Linked DNA regions of Sus scrofa: region 2 is linked to region 1. A link is a contact called in public Hi-C data. All regions are on one chromosome and are shown on one strand. Each heading gives the region's core, a stretch centred on a gene start, on an enhancer-like site or on the middle of the called end of the contact. The rest is flanking DNA. Distances are from core to core; before and after follow the strand shown. Region 1 has its middle 300 kb from the start of RUNX1. Region 2 has its middle 200 kb from the start of SETD4.

The links. Hi-C and Micro-C count contacts between places; a contact is called where the count stands out from the background.
Region 2: a Hi-C map of embryonic fibroblasts shows a contact between it and region 1, with 3 times the contacts expected there. The contact joins two enhancer-like sites. A contact is called at or near these places in 1 of 47 Hi-C or Micro-C datasets (embryonic fibroblasts) and 1 of 2 datasets of contacts at active chromatin or transcription factors (alveolar macrophages).

What each region holds. Positions count from the first base shown.
Region 1 is chr13:198,927,893-198,933,705 of Sscrofa11.1, reverse strand. No RefSeq gene overlaps it. Among named protein-coding and RNA genes, the nearest start is that of RUNX1, 300 kb to the right of the region's middle. Within about 2 kb of position 2,290, at least 1 of the 83 cell types and tissues checked has an H3K27ac peak or open chromatin away from gene starts, as enhancers often do. A contact at or near this core is called in embryonic fibroblasts, where this site is marked.
Region 2 is chr13:199,386,512-199,392,387 of Sscrofa11.1, reverse strand. No RefSeq gene overlaps it. Among named protein-coding and RNA genes, the nearest start is that of SETD4, 200 kb to the left of the region's middle. Within about 2 kb of position 1,812, at least 5 of the 83 cell types and tissues checked have an H3K27ac peak or open chromatin away from gene starts, as enhancers often do. A contact at or near this core is called in embryonic fibroblasts, where this site is marked.

The DNA of each region.
Region 1 (5,813 bases), core at 1,041-3,540:
TATCCATTACATGTATATGTAATAAATTATAATTACTTATGTAGAAAGGAGTAAAGTACTGATCCGTGCGACAACAAGATTGGACCTTGAGGATATTATGCTAAGTGAAAGAAGCCAGACCAAAAAAGGACAAATACTGTGTGATTTCACTTTGATGTGGTACCTAGCATAGTCGCATTCATCCTAACAGGAAGTAGAATGATGATTATCAGGAACCGGGGGAGAAGGTAAGGGGAAGTTAGTGTTAAGCCTAAAGAATTTCTGTTTAGGGAGATGAAACGTTCTGGAGCTGGGTGGTGGTGATGGCTACACCAGCACTGGGAATGTAGTAAATGCCATTGGATTATGCCTTTAAAATGGCTAAGATGTAAATTTTATATTATATGTATTTTACCAAAATTCAAGTAGTTTGTGGATGGGGTGGCCCGGGGTGGGGGGGACAAGGAAATAAGCATGATCCCGTTTCTGGTTTGGTGTGTTAGTTTGCTGGGGTGATTGTAACAAAGTACTATAAACTTGGTGGCTTAAAACAACAGAAAGTTATTTTCTTATTGGTTCTGGAGGCCAGAAGTATGAAATCAAGGCACCAGCACAGTTGGTTTCTTGTGGAGATTCTGTTCCTTGACTCTTCACAGTAGCTGAAAGGTGGAAGCAACCCAAGTATTCATCAGGAGATGAGTGGATAAACAAAATGCGTGCACCGTGCACGTGTGTATATGCGTGCATGCATGGATGTGTGCTTGTATGTGTGTGTGTGTATGTGCGTGTATGCATGTGCACTGCTCTTTGGCTTGTAGGCTCCAATCTTTTCCTCTCTCTTCACATGGCCCTGTGTCTCTGGGTCTCAAATCTCTCTCTGCCTTTCTCTTATAAGGACACCTGCCATTGGATTTGCTTCCCATAAATCCAGGATGCTCTTCTGTTGAAAACTTAATTATATCTGAGACGTCCCTTTACCCAAATAAAGTCACATTCACAAGTTCTGTGTGAACATATATTTTATGGGGGGGGTCACAATTTAACCAGTACATTTGGCAAAAGCTGGATTTACTCAGAATTAAGAAGCAAAACGGACATCATCGGTGAGTGGCCCCTGCTCCTTTCAGTAGGCTAGAGAACCTTCTTCCTGCCCTCTGGCTGGCCATTGCACCCCACTTCACAACCCTCCCCCATGGGTCTACCCACATTTCCTGCCAGAGGCCGAAGCTCAGTCTGGCACAGATGAATTTTAAATTTTTCTTAAATGCCTTGTTTGCATTTTGTGTGAGAGAGCAAGCAGGCTGCTATCACAGGGGTGGAGGAATTTTCCATTTTACCCCATTCAGCCCTAGATTTTCACGTAAGGGGTCTTCTTGAGGTAGAACACTGACGCGGGGGGTGATTATGCTGGTGGAAATAGCATGTGAAACAGTCAGCAGAGCCTTTGCACTGTCCCCACATCATTTTGTATCAGCACCGCCCCCCTGCCAAGCCCGCGTGTCTGCCTGTTACCCCCGGTCTATGCCTTTTCCTTGGCCGAACAAATTTCATCCAGGTCCCTTTGATCATTTTCTCTTTCCATGCCAAAAATAAACCTTGTTATCCACTGTGTCTGGAACATCCTCCCACTTTCCAAACCATATTGTTTTTCATTTCTGTATTGATTTCAAAATCTTCCTCCTTCAGGTTGGTTTAAGTGATGCCATGACATCATGACCCTTATTCTTCATTAAGACGATGTTTTTTTAAAGACACATTGTTTTATTTTCCGTCCATGTAAGAGCCAAATTGTTGTCCATTTTCCTAGCACTTGTGCACTGGACCAGGCAGGCTATGTAGGCGCATTAAAATAGATTATAAAGCCTAATTCTGAGTAAGTAAAAGATATCTCCAGAAAATTTCTTTTTTTTTTTTTTTTTTTTTTTTTTTTTTTTTTTTTTTTAATGAGAATGGCTTTGGGTAAGTCACCTATCTGGAAAGGAATGATTTGTCATGAAAATATTTGAAGAACCTGTGTAAGACCTCTCTCTGGTGAATGAAGCAAGAAAAGTATAGGTGGATTGCTCCAGCATTCCCAGAAAAATGTGAGGCACATGAACATTATTTTTCTTTTAGTTTCAAGACGCTCATGTTTCATTTGATTTATATAAAAAAAATTCTTGGTCCACCGGATGGTTTGATTAAGTAAGCATTCTCTACTTAAACGGTGAAAATAAATATCAAGAGAATAATCCACATGCCAAGTGTGTTCAGTGAAGCAATATGTGTAGGCAGCATTGGAAACAGTGACACAGTGATTATCTGTGCATAACTTGGTTATAATATCATCACTGTCTAGACTACTAGACAATTAACATCCAGACATACTATAGCTCAGATTGAAGAAGGTCATTAAAAAATGAAAGAGAGATTCGGCCTCTTTGGGAAAGAAAGACCCAGTTCATTCTTTTCTAGAAAGGTATACTTTGGATTGAGGTATGCTTTTAGGTTCAGCTTCCTTTTATGCGACTCTGCTTGGTCCTCATTTCCGTAAAATGTGGGTAATGATGGCTACTTCTTGCAGTCATCTGGTTGAATACGTTGTATATATTTAGCACCAGACACATTTTTTTTTCTTTTTTACTTTTCCCACTGTACAGCAATGGGGTCAGGTTATCCTTACATGTATACATTACAATTACATTATTTCCCCACCCTTTGTTCTGTTGCAACATGAGTATCTAGACATAGTTCTCAATGCTATTCAGCAGGATCTCCTTGTAAATCTATTCTAAGTTGTGTCTGATAAGCCCAAGCTCCCAATCCCTCCCACTCCCTCCCCCCCTCCCATCAGGCAGCCACAAGTCTCTTCTCCAAGTCCATGATTTTCTTTTCTGAGGAGATGTTCATTTGTGCTGGATATTAGATTCCAGTTATAAGTGATATCATATGGTATTTGTCTTTGTCCTTCTGGCTCATTTCACTCAGGATGAGATTCTCTAGTTCCATCCATGTTGCTGCAAATGGCATTATGTCATTCTTTTTATGGCTGAGTAGTATTCCACTGTGTATATATACCACATCTTCCGAATCCAATCATCTGTCGATGGACATTTGGGTTGTTTCCATGTCTTGGCTATTGTGAATAGGGCTGCAATGAACATGCGGGTGCACATGTCTCTTTTAAGTAGAGTTTTGTCCGGATAGATGCCCAAGAGTGGGATTGCGGGGTCATATGGAAGTTCTATGTATAGATTTCTAAGGTATCTCCAAACTGTTCTCCATAGTGGCTGTACCAGTTTACATTCCCACCAACAGTGCAGGAGGGTTCCCTTTTCTCCACAGCCCCTCCAGCACTTGTTATTTGTGGATTTATTAATGATGGCCATTCTGACTGGTGTGAGGTGGTATCTCATGGTGGTTTTGATTTGCATTTCTCTTATAATCAGCGATGTTGAGCACTTTTTCATGTGTTTGTTGGCCATCTGTATATCTTCTTTGGAGAAATGTCTATTCAGGTCTTTTGCCCATTTTTCCATTGATTGGTTTTTTTGCTGTTGGGTTGTATAAGTTGTTTATATCAGACACATTTGTTTGATGTGATAATTAACTCCAGTTTGCACCTCTTCTCCTTCTGTTTTGCTTTAAAAGACAAATTTCAGCATTAGGAAATGACAGTGTTATAATGGAAGTCCTTATGAAAAGACAGTATGACCCCAGCCTCCTCAGTACAATCTCAACAGGCATATTATAAGGAAACAACAATATGCATCTTTGGAGTTACTGTATCTCTTTTATCTACAGGAAATTTACTTATTTATTTTCTTTTTGGCTGACCTCATGGCATGCAGAAGTTCCAGGGATGGGAATCAAACCTGTGCCACAGTAGCAACTTGTGCCACAGCAGCAACTTGAGCCACAGCAGTGACAACACCAGATCCTTAACCTGCAGAGCCACAGGGGAACTCCTCTACAGGAAATGATGCCCCATAAGTTCAAAGGATGGCAGAGGTTGTTGTGTGTTCACAAATTCCCAGTTCTTTATCTGTCTGCTGTAGTGCTACACCACATTTTGTCTTCTTCTTTGCAGTTGGGGGGTGTCATGTGATTGAGTTCTGGCCAATAAAATGCATACAGAATTAATGCATGGCACATCTATGTCTGGCCCTTAAAACTTGCCACCTAATTCTCCATGCTCTTTCTCTCTTCTCTTGTCCACTCACTAATGCCAGTAAGAGCCAGGAAAGGGCAGGCGTAGGAAAAAAGAAGCCTGAGTGGCAGCAAATCACTATTGGAAGAGACACAGCACCACCCAGAAGACTTGCATTTATCTGTGGCATGAGTGAGAAGTAGAATTTGATTTTGTTAAGTCACTGAAAATTTGAGGTTGGTTGTTATAGCAGACAGCCCACACAGAGCAATATCTGTGGCTGGCATGATAGCTCTTTATGTGGTGTGATCAAATAAGGAAGCTCTCGGATGTCCTCAAGGCCTGACGGCCATACAAATTTAAGGAACTGCATCAGTGTAGTTTACGGCGAGTCGGTCTTCTCATGGATGTTTCCCATGCAACTAATGCACTCCCTGCAGAGTGCCTATTGATTTCCAATACCCAAACTTCACAGAACACACATATTTTTCAATACGACATCCCCAAAGGGCAATACCACTACCAGTCTAGTGATGGAAAAAAAAAACCTGACAAAGCCAAATGAAGGGACCTCCTATAGCCTAGCTGACAATACTCCCCCAAATTGTCAAGGTCATCAAAAACAGGGTGAGTCTGAGAAACTGACATGGACAGCAGGAGCCCACAGAAGCATGACGACAGCATGGATTGTGGTATCCTAGGTGGGATCCTGGGGCAGAAAAAGGACATTAGGAAAACGCTAGAGACGTCTAAATAACACATCAACTTTGGTTTACAGTGAAGTTTCAATATCGGTTCATTTGTCGTGACAAACATGCATAGTAGTGTGGGATGTTAATAAGTGAGGAAACGGCATGGTGGAACAAAAACTATTTCAGCATTACGGTTTGTACATCTAAAACTGTCTCGTAATTAAAAAAAAAAAAACCCTACTAATTAAATAAAGTGAGGGTATCCGTTTCACAGAATACCTTACAGGAAAAATCTTGAATTACAAGAACAATTGGGTGAGAGTGGGTGTTGAAAGCACCTTTCAGGTCAAGGCCAGGTGTGTGTGCCTTGGGTGTTGTCCGCGCTGAGAGAGGCCAGCCTTGTACAAATAGCAGCTGTTGCTAACATCCTTGACCACTGCTCTGGCCATCAGGAAGCAAAGTGGCTGGCATGTATCATGTTAACCTGACGTTGATGAATACAAGTCAACAGAAGGTGGAAGGGCCTGAGGTTTGGAATGGGGACACACGGGGTCGCCTTGCACCGCGACGGTTCTTTGAAATTCATTCCCTCATAACTTCTTTGGAGCATGATTTCACTTTTCATCTGTTCTGTCTCAATTCAGGATTGGAAGTATAAATCCCTTAAAGGACTAAATGTATTTTATTCCTTTTGCCCTCTCCCCATCTTCCATAGCCCCTGGACACATGCCCACATGCTTGCTTATACACGCACGTGTGCATGCACGCACACACACACACATACACGCAGTACTTGGTCTGCCAACTTTTATAAACTCTGGGAGCATGGGCAAAAGTCATCACTATGGGGTAGACGGGGAGAGAAGCAGACATCACAGGCAGTGAGCATTGAGTCTTCTGCCCAGGGCAGAGCTTTTCATCTGATGGCTATCCAGGAGTTGGGGCAGGACACTTTGTGAAAACTCCGACACAGGACCAAGAAAGCAGGGAGTGATGCATTTTCTCTGGACTTA
Region 2 (5,876 bases), core at 563-3,062, 460 kb before region 1:
GACATCAGGGAGAGGTCACGGGTTTCTAAACTTCTAGCACTTATCATCCTGTTGGGTAGACATGGGGTCTCGTGCAGTAGAGGTGGGAGCAGATGCTATCTTAGTACCTGGACAGGAAATTTTGCTGAACAAAGAGAAGTCATGGAAAAATTGTTAGTTATGAAAAATTTTTCATGTATGCATGTAGTAAATTCATTACAAGGATGTAAACTTAAAAATGATTTGACATATGGATTTTTCCTCTTCTCTGTTTTATTACTATTGTTTTTCATTAAAAAAAACCCCAACAAAATCTTGTCTGACATCATTTCTATGGATGTTATTTATTTATTTATTTATTTATTTATTTTTAGGACTGCACCCATGGCATATGGAAGTTCCCAGGCTAGGGGTCAAGCGGAGCTGCAGCTGCCGGCCTACACCACAGCCACAGCCACACTAGCAACACATCTGCGAACTACACCACAGTTCACGGCAACGCCACATCCTTAACCTACTGAGTGATACCAGGGATTGAACCTGCATCCTTATGGATTATAGTAGGGTTCATTTCTCCTGAGCCACAGTGGGAATCCTCTGTGGCTGTTATTGATTTCACTCATTTTGATTCTTTTCCCTCATTTTGATATCCTTGCCATATTTTAAAAACTTTTGATGAAGTCAAAGAATTCATCCTTCTGGAACTGGAATTCATTCATTTTGGAATTGGAAACCTGATTCTACTCAATTTTAACAACAATTTTTCTGTTGTCAGCGGATCTTGCTTAACTCAGAGCAATGACTCATCAAGCGGCCTTATCTATAGCCACTAGATGGCGCTCACATGCTATTGTAAAGGGATACTGAAGTTAAACTATTTGGAAAAACAATTTGTCTTCATTGAAGGTAAATACAGAATTAGCCTTACAACTGTACAGGCTTGGGGATTACAGATTTTTCTTGCCCCTTCACTTTTCTTGAGTGAATTTTCCACTAGACATCATGATTAAGCACAGGGACCCCAGAGTCAGGCTAAGTTCAAATACTGTCTCCATCATTTGCATCTAAATGACCCTGAGTAGGTCAGGTCACTTCAGTGTTCTCACCTACCAGATGGGTTAGTAATAACACATACCCCAGAGGGTGACATATATTAAAGCGCATAGTCTTACATGTGCTTGATTTTAAAAATTTATATATTTTTCTCCCCCCCCAGCTTTATGAGATATAATTGACATATAACACTCTAAGTTTAAGCTGTACAACACGATGATTTGATACACATATATGTTGCAAAATGATTACCACAATAGGACTAGTTGTGTGTTTGCAGTATTTGCTAATATTTTTTTTTTCTTCTTTGTGGCATTGCTGATCACTTAAACAAATGTTTTCCAAATACCAGTTCAAGGACTAGCAATAGCAGAATCACTTAAGGATCTTTCATAAAATATAGACGTATGAGCTCCTTCTCTGGGGCATTTATTTCAGTAATTTTGAGATGGGGGTTAGGGACTTACAGTCTTTAAAACTTTTCAACAGGTGGTTCTGATGCTTGTCTAGATTTTGGAGACAGTGACATAAACTACCCAGAGATGTTGCTGTCTATCCAAGTCCAGTCATGGTGTAAGGACCTCATGTTATCTGTACACTGGCCATTTCCAAGTCCCAGTTCCCTTTTAACATGGAGTACGCGCCATCCAAAGTGCTGACTTTGGGATGGTTTCCTCCAACCACTATCTTTTAAGGCCGCCCCCTCCAAGTGAGGCTGAACAGCAGCCACTGTTTGTTTGGCTTGTGCCTTTGGTATTCAGCTGACTCATGGATAAATCAAGCTTGGGCTTTCCCCTGCTCCATCAGCTGGTCATAACGGACCTCCCATGTGGCCATGGGTATGAGCTAAGGGGAGGCACTGATGCAGCAATGGTGAATACCATGGAGATCTGGGGTACCTGCTGGGATAACTTGTTTATGCCCTGATCTGGATGCACCACTTTCATCTTACAATAGATGGCTGTTGGGTATGTGGCTTCCTGGGTGTGACGGAACCCAGCTCATCATGGATGGTTGATTACCTCGTGTCCCCTGGTTGGGGACAGCAGCATGCGGGGTGCTCTTTATTCTAAAGCTATATTGTTATTAGATGTAGTGGACATGTTTGCTCCAGAACTCTTAAGTTTCGGAGTTGTGATTTTCCCAATTTGGATTGCCAAAAACTCCACACTGTGTTTCTTTTCCATCACTAGTACTACTAATGCCAGAGGGTCTGCTGGGCCATGAAGCTTAGGCCATAGGGCCATTTATGCTGTGGCAGGACTTTTGCAGAGATTTCCCTGTTTTGATGGCCATTCTATCCCTTGTTATATGGATACGAGCAATATTCCCAACTGTGAAACTAGTGTCCCTGAAACCTAAAGGCTATTGTGCTGCAGTTTTACTTTTTTTTTTTTTAAGAAGGGGTGAGATAATAATTTGTTATTTACTTTGGCTGAGATATCCTGAAATGCCTAGACCCTAGACCTTTAAAAAGTTTGCTGATGTGGCCTGTGATGGTTAGTTCCCATTTTATTTATGGCATGAGTCTGACTTGTGAAGGCTTTGAGTATCCTTGACACTTCTTGCTCATCAGGTCTGATTTACATGATGTCACCCCCAGCCTGATATCCTGCAAATGCCCAGCTTGTCCAGGGCTCCTCAGACTATATTATGACAGAGAGAAGAGAGTTAGCATAGCCCTGGGTCAACACTGCAAATGAATACCGTTGTCTGTTCTGAGCAAATGTGAACTGTTTCTGATCCTTCTTTTTGATAGGGATGAAAGGACAGAGTTCCCAGATCAAAGGCTGCACACCATGTACCTGAGCCTGTGTTTAAGAAAAAATAGACTATCTGGTAAGGAAGCTTCAGTGCCAGCTGTGGCTGCTGCTTGTTTAAGTCTGTAGGAGTCTGTCACCCTCCAGGACCGATGTGAGTTCTGCAGGGCCCAGACTGATTAATTCAATGGTGATATGATAACAGCCACACTCTGCATCCTGTAGGTACTTAAGGGTAGTTCTAAGCTTCAAAATCCAAACCTCCCCCTCTAACCCATCCAAGGATACGATATCGTTTTTGATTTACTCTCTTGGCTGGGGTAGGAGACAGTTTAGAAACTTCCCCCTTGAGCTTCCTCACTGTGATAGCTCTTATTTGTGTAAGCCTTGGCAACCATCAGTTTATCTGTTCCTAAACACTTGGGGACTGGGGGCATGATTCTTTCCCACCAGGAGCTCTGAGCTTTGTCCAAGCAGAGCTGCCAGGTTTGGTTGAGATCCCGTGGAACCCTGCTATTTTCATGAATAAGTCCTGTGCCTGATCCTTAGCTTTCTCTGCAATTTGAATACGAGGGCTGAGTCTCTTTAGGAGCTGGCAAGGAGGACTTCTGCCTTTCACACTTAGCATTTCATTGATGGTTAACATCCTCAGGCTTTTGCTGTCACCCTCCCAAACATCAAGAGACCTGGACAACAGCCATCCAATCTTACCTCTTCAGAATGGCTCTTTCCTGTTTGTATTTCTCAAACAGCCAGTGGAAATGCACGGGCCATGCATTTCCTGCCCCAGTTCTCTGCTGCTTTGAACCTCGAGCTGCGTGATAGAGATTCACTGCTAGCTGGGCAGTGGGTGGTCCAGTTCTGAAATTATATTAATTAGCCTTGCTTTCTGGAACCACTTCTGGCATCAGGGTGGGTTCCTGAAGCAGACGGTGAGGGGCACATCAGCATGGTGGACGTTGGTTAGGGGCACTCTGGTGATCCAACCAGGGAGGAAGCAGCAGGGGCCAGAGGAGAAATTGAACAATGTGGCTCTTATCCCATGGAAGCTGGCATCGTTTTCAGAATCCTGCTGAGTTGGAGCAGGAGGTCAGGCTGCCATGCTCCTGACTTGTCAGCCAGTCATTAGACTTCAGGTTTTGCAGGAAAAGGGTGTGATCTCATGCAAGGTGGTTCTCATCAGCCCAGGGCAGCATCTGCAGAGCAAGGACAGTCCTCCCAGCTCTGCAGAAATGCACCTTTCAGTCCCGAAGGGGATCCGAAAAATGCAGAGGGTGGCCATGCCAATCACTCCCCACTATTTGTTGTATTGGGCTCCCTTCGAGCCTCACATGGCAGCGCTGATCCCTTTTTCTGGTGGTTGGAGCGAATGCTGAAATCGTGCCACAGATTGGAGGCAGCCCTTGGACTGGGGGTACCATCATTAGAAGCTCTCTTCTCATTGTCTCCGGAATGTTAAGTCTTTTCCATGGAGACATGCTATCCTAGAAGGCTTAGGCCACACTTGGCCATCTCTATCTCTCAGACACCAATTCTCGGGGGTGAATTGGAGCCTCCACCTGCTGCTGGGCTGTCATCAAGCCAGAAGCGACACTGAGACAATCTAGCTGTCCTCTGCACATTGGGAGCTGATGAAGGTGAATCGGGGGAGCTGCAGACACAGACACAACGGGCTCATGCAGGTTTTGAACTGCACATCCCAGAGCCGACCACAACAAAAGCCCCAACGAGGAAAGGTCAGACCCATGAAGTGCTATTTGTTTTCACGGAAACTTCATCCCTCCCACTTAACACCCGTCTAACCAGAAACGGAATCAATTACCACGTGTCAGCCTGAAACCTGACCCAAGAAAGAAAAGAAGGACACAACCTCCCCTGGGGGGTGGCAGGCGGGCAGAGGGGGCTGGGGAGATAGAAGCCTCTGGGCGGGAAGCCATGAATGAACCACTCTCTCCTGTAATTAAGAGTGGAAGGCGCCGAGACCCTGCCCGCTTTCCTCTCTCCCTTGCGTATCCTTTGAGCCGGGATCAGTTTTACCGGTTGTACTACTGGGTGTTTCTTTCTCGAAAGGTGGTCAGCAAGCCTGTGAGGTTATTTGACTTTGGTTACATAATTGAAGATGCAGAACATTCTAGGCATTTATTCTTTTACTGAGTTCCAGAAGGGAGCATTCCTGGCAGATCATTTATTGGCCGCCATACCTATTTGAGCTGATTGAGTGGCTTTATTTCTCAGGCTTCTGTTAAATGTGGTGTCAGCTCACCCGAGAGTGTCCACTTAAGGTACCTTTGTGGCAGTCGCAAAAAGAGAGCTTGGTGAGGGGTTCTTTTCAGAAGTTCAGTGGATGTGTCCCATCCACTGGGGATGTCAGTGGATGTTAGTTTGGTGCTCTTTTGTCAACTCTTTTTTCTTCTTTCTTTTTTCTTCTTTTTATAGACACACCCGCATATGGAAGTTCCCAGGCAGGGGTCACACTGGGGCTGTGTGCCCGCATGAGGCACTGCAACTCAGGATCTGAGCCGCATCAGCGACCTATGGTGCAGCTTGCCGCAACGATGGATCCTTAACCCACTGAGCAAGGCTAGGGATCAAATCCCCATCTCATCAACACTGTGGGGTTCTAACCCACTGAGCCACAGCGGGAACTCCTTGTCAACTCTTTTAAATAAGATCCTTTTTGTTTCCTAAAGGTCTGCTTATTATTCATCAAGGAGACCTGAGCTCTTAAATTTTTATGAATAAGATCGCAGGATGAAGAACCCTCTTGTCTGCAGGTAGAGCCTTCAATGACATCTTCTGCGAATGGCATTGCCTCTCAGATTGCTGTACCATATTGGAATGTTCCAAGTGTGATCCAGCGCTGACTAAAATGAGATAGTGGGTACAAAAAAGCAGGAAGCTTGGCTCCAGATATCCTGGTGGCTGTCGAAAGAGATTTCCATTTATCACCCGGGGGGTTAATGAAAGGCAAGATTTTTGCTCATCCAGATGATTAAAATTGTCAGGGGAATAGCAGGCAGATGCGAAAGAATGAATGATGTGTTCTCCGCCGCAGTTAGTTTTCTTTGGTCTTATATATTGATA